3 separate regions of the Sus scrofa genome follow, and all the other regions are linked to region 3. A link is a contact called in public HiChIP or PLAC-seq data. All regions are on one chromosome and are shown on one strand. Each heading gives the region's core, a stretch centred on a gene start, on an enhancer-like site or on the middle of the called end of the contact. The rest is flanking DNA. Distances are from core to core; before and after follow the strand shown. Region 1 overlaps RGL1 (ral guanine nucleotide dissociation stimulator-like 1). Region 2 overlaps RGL1 (ral guanine nucleotide dissociation stimulator-like 1). Region 3 overlaps RGL1 (ral guanine nucleotide dissociation stimulator-like 1).

Region 1 (2,700 bases), core at 143-2,642, 200 kb before region 3:
AAGATCTTTTTAATACATGAGTCAAACAGTGGAGCAAAGTACACCTAAACAGTCCTGGAAGGCCGTGGAAAGAAAGCAGAAGGGCTAAATGCGTATGGTCTGCACGTTTCTTACCTCTTTAGGGTGGTGAAGGGCATGCATCAAGGTTGTTAACTGGAAGCTGAAAATTATTTGACCCACTGGGTTTTCTTTCTTTCTTTTTTCTTTTTTTTTTTTTTTGTCTTTTCTGGGGCCGCTCCCATGGCATATGGAGTTTTCCAGGCTAGGGGTAGAATAGAGCTGTAGCCGCCGGCCTACGCCAGAGCCACAGCAACGTGGGATCCGAGCCACGTCTGTAACCTACACCACAGCTCACAGCAACGCCAGATCCTTAACCCACTGAGCAAGGGCAGGGACTGAACCCGCAACCTCATGGTTCCTAGTCGGATTCGTTAACCACTGCGCCATGATGGGAGCTCCCCATTGGGTTTTCTTTTACCTCTCTCTTTTCTTTTCTTTCTTCCTTTCTTTCTTTTCTTTTCCTTTTCCTTTTTTTTTTTTTTTTTTTTTTGCTTCTTAGGGCTGTACCCACGGCGTATGGAGGTTCCCAGCCTAGGGGTCCAACTGGAGCTACAGCTGCCGGCCTATACCACAGCCACAGCAACATCAGATCCGAGCCACATCTGCACCCTACAGCACAGCTCATGGCAATGCCAGATCCTTAACCTACTGAGCAAAGCCAGGGATCGAACCCGCAACCTTTCGGTTCCTAGTCGGATTTGTTTTTGCTGCACCACAACGGGAACTCCCGCTCTCTCTCTTTTCAAATAGACTTTCCTCCCTCCCTTCCTCTCTTCCTTTCTTCCTTCCCTCCTTCATCTCTTTCTTTCTTAAGTTCATGCTATCTGACATGATGAAGTGACATCCTAGGTTACACAGAAGAGACATGAAATGAGGGGGCGTGAGAAGCTGGTCAAGTTTTGCTCCAGTCCTGAGGGTAGACAGCTGAGCCGGAATAAAAGCCAACCAGAAGCCCTGCTGCTCACCAGGACACACCTCTGATATCCAACCCAACTTGGAGGCCTCCCTCGTGCAAACAATATTAAGCATTGTTCTGGAGCTGAGCATGTGGTTTGAGTTAGAATTGAGCCAGGCTCCAGAAGTTGGATGCAGTCCAGAACTGACCAGAGTCGGCCTTAAGTTGGTCTTGACCTTTGGTTTGGACCTCCCAGGACTACTGTCTTCCAGAACCCTCCTCTGTCCCTTTGAAGGAATACATTCCTGTCTTGGGCCTGGACCAAATTTAAACCAGTCTTCTAGAGATTTTTGAAGGGCTTTTAGGGCAAAGGACAGGACAGAACGGCCTCTTCCCTCAATGTCATTTCTTTGACTTCTGCTTTACTTGGCAACCTGATTTCTCATTTTCTGAATGGATGTTCCTCTGGTCATTTGCCCAGGAAAACAGCTCCGGGTGAGGGACCACAGGAGAGTGTTTTATATCTCTTGGGAAGGGAAAGGTTAAATTTTGTTTCCAAGAGCACTGGCTGCATGAATTCTTGGATGCAGCGGTCCCCAGGAGAGTGCTGTGGAGGAGGTGTAGCCAGAGGTATAGCTCCACGCAGGCAGGAGGGGGCTACGCAGCACTGCTTACAGCAGCTTCTGCTAAGGCCAGACTGATGAAATCAAAGATGAGCTTCAAGTTCTGGACTTAGATTCTTTACATTAAACACTGTAACCACTTTTTCTTTCAGTCTTGCCTCTAAGCTACTCTGGATTTTAAAACTCTAGCTATGAAATAACATCGACTGAAGTTTCTGGCATTTACCAGCCTGGGCCCAAACCCTTGCTGAAGCTTGTTTCAACATTGAGCATTTGTCTTTTAGCTAGTCTGACAATGTATGGGAGCACGTTGCTGGTAATAGGTTGCTGGTGATTCAGAGTCGAACATTTAGGCATCGGATCTATGATTTGAGTTTACCAATTTGATTTGTATATGCTATGGTCATATCATAATTCGGATTTGGAAATCTGGCTTCTACTGGCACCATGGGGCAGTTTTGCCTGACTTAATTGCATATTTAAATATAAGGCTGGAGCCAAAGCTAAAAAAGCAGATGGATTTGGAAAAGGAGATTGTCCTGTTTTGAGGTCAAGTGTAAAGCCAAGAAATTGCTGGAGCAGCTCTGACAGGGATTTCAGGAAAAGAGGCTTGTAATATTTCCATTTCTCTCGGGTTTGCAGTCTGGCTCAAAATGTAGTAAGATCAGCCCTTTTTCCAAAGGTCTTGGTATTTCTGCAGTTGTTTTCAAAAAGTCTTAAAAATGAAAAGTGAGTAGTCCTCAGAATCTCAAGTGTCTATATCCCAGTGACCAAACCTTTTGGATGATCTAAGAGGGAAGGAGTGGCAGCCACATAAGTGGAGGTGTGGGTGACACAGTGCACATGTGGAGGCTGCTCTTTCAGATATGACATCATGCTGATGGCACCTGAGAGCTGCAGAGTGCGTCGGCTCTATGGCAAGCTCCCTGCAGCGTCTTTTCTAAGAGCTCTGCACATGATGTTTCTACCTTCTGTTATTTTAGATCCTTTTTGTTCAGTTCGCTTGAGTCAGTTGGGCCCTCTGACTAGGTCAGTAAACATCTCAAACTTTCCAATTGGTCTGGTTAGTCCAGTGTTAATATGTTACTTACTTTCACTACTGAGAAACTGTATTTTAAAGCA
Region 2 (2,785 bases), core at 136-2,635, 150 kb before region 3:
CGGCATATGGAGATTCCCAGGCTAGGGGTCTAATCGGAGCTGTAGCTGCCAGTCTATGCCAGAGCCACAGCAACACGGGATCCGAGCCGCGTCTGCAACCTACACCACAGCTCACGGCAACGCCGGATCATTAACCCACTGAGCAAGGGCAGGGATCGAACCCGCAACCTCATGGTTCCTAGTCGGATTCATTAACCACTGCGCTACGACGGGAACTCCCAGACTGCTTTTCCACCTGAGATGTGGAAAGGCCAATCTATCTGGAAGTTAGTTAAAATGATTTTTGCATTAACTGATAAACTCAGCAGATTTCCTTCCCTGAAACTAACATTTTACATTCCTCCTATGAGAAACCCACTTCTGAATCTTTTCCAGAGCTCAGATTCCTTGGTATTCAGATTTTGTCACCATTTACATGGTATTATTTTGTGAGTGGAACATTGACTATGAAGGGTAGTAGTAGCAGGACACAGGTCTGGGGTAAGGACAGCGTGAAAGAAACTCTAGGACTGGTTTCTTTCTCTTTCTTCATCTGATTGTCTCCGGAGGCTGTTCTGAGGATCAACTGATAACTTGAGGAGTGCAGGTCCAGTGCGAGGCACCGTGAATGCCACATTCACTGTGGCGGTGGGGTTGTTCTCCAGGTTGCTGCTGTTATTACTGGGACTGAAAAGATAGCTCTGACCCGCATCAGCTCAACTTCCTTCAACTAGCAGATAAAAATTAGCCTTATGGTTGCTGAGCTGGGTAATGGTTTTTGTATTTTGCCCTCATTCAGCCAGTGAAAGCTGGAGTCCACAGACTTGTGAAACACTTGAGCCAGGGGCAGTCATGTGCTTCACAGTTCCATCCCATTTTAAGCTTTCAAGCGACATAATTGCTGAGCTTTTTATCGTAATAAAAATACAGGCCGTAAGCAATTCGGTCCCTTAGAATTCTCTGTATCTCTCTTAGAGGGCAGAAGGATTCTTTGTGACCTCAGATTCGATTCTGTTTAGGGGTCCCCTCCCTCCCCCACGTCTGTCTGCAGGTTTTTTTCCAGACTGCCCTCGTGCTGAATGGAGAGCAGGAAGGGAGCCCAGCTGGTTTCCTTGTGTTGGCTCTCGGCGGCGCAGGGCAGGAATTGCTGAGCAAAGATCAGCATTTCTCCAGGGGGTTCACAAGGGTAGTACAAACTCAGTCTGGGTTTTTCTTTAACTTTTTTCTTTTGAATTATTATTAAAAACTTCTGCCAAATACTCTTGGTGAGGGGGGAAAGTACACAAAGTCTGAAGTGTAGTTGGATCAGCCTTTTAAAAAATATCAACTTGAATGAAGGAGGAATGTCTTGCACGTCTTTAATATTCTACATTTAATGAGAGACAGTTGCTCTCTGAGAAAGTCACTTCTGACTCCACCCACTATTGTGCAACCTTGCTCGGTATGCAGTGAGACAGTACATAATTAAAATTCCTTTGGAAATGGTTGCCCAATGATTGACATTTGTTCCAAAATACATCATAATGGTAAATGTGGAATCTCAGATTCCAGTGATTTTTTTTTAATGGAAAGAAAATAAAACGAGGGTTTTTTTTTTTTTGAAAGTGTGATTGAGCTTTTTTAAAAAAAAAATCAAAGCAATACAATAAATTTATGTCCCGTCTTGCTCTCAACGAGCTGGCAGTCCAGCAGGGGCGATCAGAGTTAAGTTGAGGAAGGAAGAGAAATCAATATACAGAATATGAATTGCCTTCTATAGAGTAGAAGGCTGTTGAGATTCCAAAGAGGAAGAGGTGATGAAGATGCTTTTACCAACTAATATATGGACACTTGCTGTCACTTCAAACACAGATAACTGTTAGTATTGTTGAGAATGATTTGACTTGCCCCCCTTTCCCAGGACCAATGCTGCCCAGCCCTAGGGATCTCTCTCGATGCCATGGCTTCCTGGAGTCCTTTCCATCTGATATCTGTCTGTGCCCCAGGCTCCATTTCCCCCAGGATTCTCTGCTTCCAGACAGCTGCTTCTTTCTCTCTTTTCAGATGGAATGGACTGGTGAGATCCATGGGGTGCAGCCCCACAGTTGGGAAGGCTGTATATATATATATTTTTTGGTTCCGGGAACTCCTGGAAGGCTGTTATCTTAAGACCTTGGATCCTCCAATTCGTAAATATCACCATAACAATCATGATTAGAGGAGTTCCCGTCGTGGCTTAGTGGTTAATGAATCCGACTAGGAACCATGAGGTTGCGGGTTCGATCCCTGGCCTTGCTCAGTGGGTTAAGGATCTGGTGTTGCTGTGAGCTGTGGTGTAGGTTGCAGACGCAGCTCGGATCCTGTGTTGCTGTGGCTCTGGCGTAGGCTGGAGGCTGCAGCTCCGATTCGACCCCTAGCCTGGGAACCTCCATATGCCTTGGGAGTGGCCCAAGAAATGGCAAAAAGACAAAAAAAAAAAAAAAAATCATGATTAGAAAAATCTACCACCAAACCAGGATTTGGATGCAAAGAGTTGGTGAGCACATCCAAACACTAGCATTACAAAGCCTCAGCAGACTTACAGTTGACTACATGACCAAGAATTTGGGGTTATTCCTGAAGAGTCAAAACTCAGATGTTATCTGTCAGTGCCAGGGGCTGTTCATGCTGTTTGACTTTTGAATACACGAATGCATGCATGATGCGGGAATAAGTGCAACATGTGCGTGACCCACATAATTTGCCACCTTTTGCTGTTTTGTTTAGTGGTGTCGATCCCTCAGCTCTACTGGAAAAAAATTTCATGCCTATTAGTTTTGGTTTCTAC
Region 3 (2,700 bases), core at 3-2,502:
CAGTGACACTCCGTGTGTCTTTCTCAGTGCCATCGCCTCCATCCTGAGAGCCTGGCTTGACCAGTGTGCGGAGGACTTCCGAGAGCCACCTCACTTCCCCTGCTTACAGAAACTCCTGGAGTATCTCAAGCAGATGATGCCAGGCTCTGACCCGGAGAGACGAGCACAGAATCTTCTGGAGCAGTTTCGCAAGCAAGAAGTAGAAACTGACAGTGAGTACTTGTCAGAGTCCAGGGAAGATGTTAGACTCTGGTTCTGCACACCTCCGGCCTGAGCAACTGTAGGGAATGTTCTTTGTGTACTTATTTAATAGAGGGCCTTGGTTTCCCTCGGGACAAGCCGCCCGAGGGCTGGCGGGAGTGGGTGTAAAAGTCTCAAGGTTACTGAAGTGCTGATTCAGGGCCTGTAGAGCTTTTTAGGGCCAAGGGGATATTCAAGACCACCCAGTCAGACTCCCTCGCTGTAGATGAAAAAGCTGTGGAAACAGAGGCTCAGAAAGGTGCTCTTGCCCCTCTCCTTGTCATCACATACCTCGCTGAACCGGAATTTGCTTTTCATTATCGACCTGAGTGGTTCTTCCTTCTGTCAAATGAAAAGCCGCCACAGCCCACCGCCCCCATTCAGCAGGCAAGGACTGAAATTCAGTTCTGCTCCTGGCCTCGCAGAAGCTCAGAAGGCTCAGCAAAGATGTTTCTCCTTGGCTGGAAAGCATCGCTGTCGTCTGTCTCCTGCGGGGACAGATGCCTGTCGTTTCGCATCCCCAGTGGCCTCATCAAAAGGAGGTTTCTGTGGCTGTTTTTTCCTCTGAGGAATTGACTGCCTGTTTTCAAGGACAGACGAAGGGCCACCACTGCAGGTCATGAGCTGCTAGGAACTATCAGGCTTTGAAGAAAGTCAGAAAGAGGTTTGGACGGCCTGTCAGCATGATGCTTCATCCCCTCACTGGCTGGCTGGGTGATGGGTGCCCTGGCGGCTGACCCACTTAGAGCTTCTGACAGTCATTTCCCTGAAGGGACACCCAGATTCCTCAGCGAGAGAAAGGAAATTATTCCTCAACACCCATTGCGGGGGCGGGCATCCGTGCCGGAGAAAAGAAGCTTAACTCCAAACAGTACCTGTTGAATTTTGTTTTTTTTTTTTATGTGTGGGGGACCACAGAGGGGAAAATGCCATTGCATCATTGGAAGCTGACTGCCAAGTGCTCTGTATCTCGGATGACTTCATCTGCCGGCAATGTTCGGATGCCGGACCTCCACTCCCCTCAGGGCCTCCCCCGCCTGTCTTTGTGCTGGAGTGGATATGTGCTTCGAGCCCAGCTCTGCCCACGGGGGCTGCCCTTGGCTCCAGGCCTAATTGGGGAACCGGTGGGACCGGTGGTTCATTGTTTCCAAGAGGACTGGGAGGCCAGCTCATTTGGCAGGCTGAGGCCGGGCAGAGGGAGATGGCCTGACTTTGGAAAGGCTTTAGGCAATCCCAGGAATGCATTTTTTTTTTTTTCCCCCTGTGTTTGGAAATTTTTAATCAAGAAAGCTCTAAACTCTCTGTTTATTAAGTACAGGAATCATTCCTGAAAACGTTTTAAGAGCTTGCTTGCCGTGTGCTTATTTTTACCCAATTTCATGCTGGCAAAAGCAAACGAGCTCTCCTGCGGGTTTTTTTCCCCAAGTGAAATGTCGCTTCACATTTTTACCTTCTTATCTCTGGAAGAGAGTGCAAAGCTGAGACACTGAAAGCATGGACTGGACCTCAGAGAGAAAGGACCACGTAATCTTCATGCATATCAACATCCAAGGCACATAGCTGGCCACTACGAGTATAGAATGAATGAGATCAAGCACGTAGAGTCCTTGGCTGGAGTGAGCCAGCCTCTGCGTCGCAGAGTGACCGGCTTAGATTTATGTACCGTGGCCAGCAGGAGGGTCGAGAGGCTCATTCTGAACCTTTGGTATTTTCGATGTCTTATTCCTCCACCAAATGAGTGACAACCAGAATTATGTGGAGGCGGAGTGGTAAAATCATGCGGTTTCAGCTTTCTTTAGCTCATGCCTGTTCGTGTCCCAGACCCCAGTCCTGCCTTCCCCAGTCAGGACCCAACCCATTCACATCGGAACCTTCAACTCCAGGCTGAGAAGGCCAGCCTTAAATCGCATACCTGTCACCAGGGTGGACAGATAGCCACATGATGCTCCGACAGGGGACGTGATGTAGGGTCCTAGGAAACTAAGAAAAGACCACCCCAACTGGATCCAAGATGCCTGAAAGTCCTCATTTCCCGGAGGCGTACAATGTAAACATTCCAGAGGACTAGTAACACCTTCCTTTAAAGGTCTGCTAAGATCTAACTGAATGCCACTAGAGTTTTCTTCTTGAGAACAGGTTTGACAGGCAAGAGAGCAAGGAGGGTGAGAGGGGATGAGACTGGGGAACGAGCTGGGCATGGGGAGGTCTCCAGGGGAGGGAGGATAGGGAGGCACTCGGGTGAACCTCCTCCAATTCCACAGTCTTCCAAGATGAAGACGAGCAGTCCCCTTCCATGGCTGAGTGCTTCTGCTTTTGATCTGGAGTCCTAGGTAGTGAGGTTTTTTTTTTTCCTTCCCCCATGTCTTCAGTGGAAGCTGAAAGGTACTCCTAACATTTTGAGGTTCTAAGGGCTTTTTGAGAATTCTGAGAACTTCAGCATTTCTGACACCAAAATGGCCC

Evidence for each region. HiChIP or PLAC-seq counts read pairs in DNA pulled down with a chosen protein or histone mark.
Region 1: a contact with region 3 is called in an H3K27ac HiChIP or PLAC-seq map of skeletal muscle. The contact joins two enhancer-like sites. A contact is called at or near these places in 2 of 2 datasets of contacts at active chromatin or transcription factors (alveolar macrophages and skeletal muscle).
Region 2: an H3K27ac HiChIP or PLAC-seq map of skeletal muscle shows a contact between it and region 3, with 4 times the contacts expected there. The contact joins two enhancer-like sites. A contact is called at or near these places in 2 of 2 datasets of contacts at active chromatin or transcription factors (alveolar macrophages and skeletal muscle).

The regions. Positions count from the first base shown.
Region 1 is chr9:124,901,084-124,903,783 of Sscrofa11.1, forward strand. All of the region lies in intron 1 of RGL1 (ral guanine nucleotide dissociation stimulator-like 1), which reads left to right. Among named protein-coding and RNA genes, the nearest start is that of APOBEC4, 38 kb to the left of the region's middle. Within about 2 kb of position 1,393, at least 13 of the 83 cell types and tissues checked have an H3K27ac peak or open chromatin away from gene starts, as enhancers often do. A contact at or near this core is called in skeletal muscle, where this site is marked.
Region 2 is chr9:124,951,151-124,953,935 of Sscrofa11.1, forward strand. The region is part of intron 1 of RGL1 (ral guanine nucleotide dissociation stimulator-like 1); the gene reads left to right. Among named protein-coding and RNA genes, the nearest start is that of APOBEC4, 88 kb to the left of the region's middle. Within about 2 kb of position 1,386, at least 36 of the 83 cell types and tissues checked have an H3K27ac peak or open chromatin away from gene starts, as enhancers often do. A contact at or near this core is called in skeletal muscle, where this site is marked.
Region 3 is chr9:125,098,264-125,100,963 of Sscrofa11.1, forward strand. RGL1 (ral guanine nucleotide dissociation stimulator-like 1) reads left to right here. Exons shown (of 19, transcript XM_003357576.5): 6 at 28-212. Among named protein-coding and RNA genes, the nearest start is that of COLGALT2, 190 kb to the right of the region's middle. Within about 2 kb of position 1,253, at least 31 of the 83 cell types and tissues checked have an H3K27ac peak or open chromatin away from gene starts, as enhancers often do. A contact at or near this core is called in skeletal muscle, where this site is marked.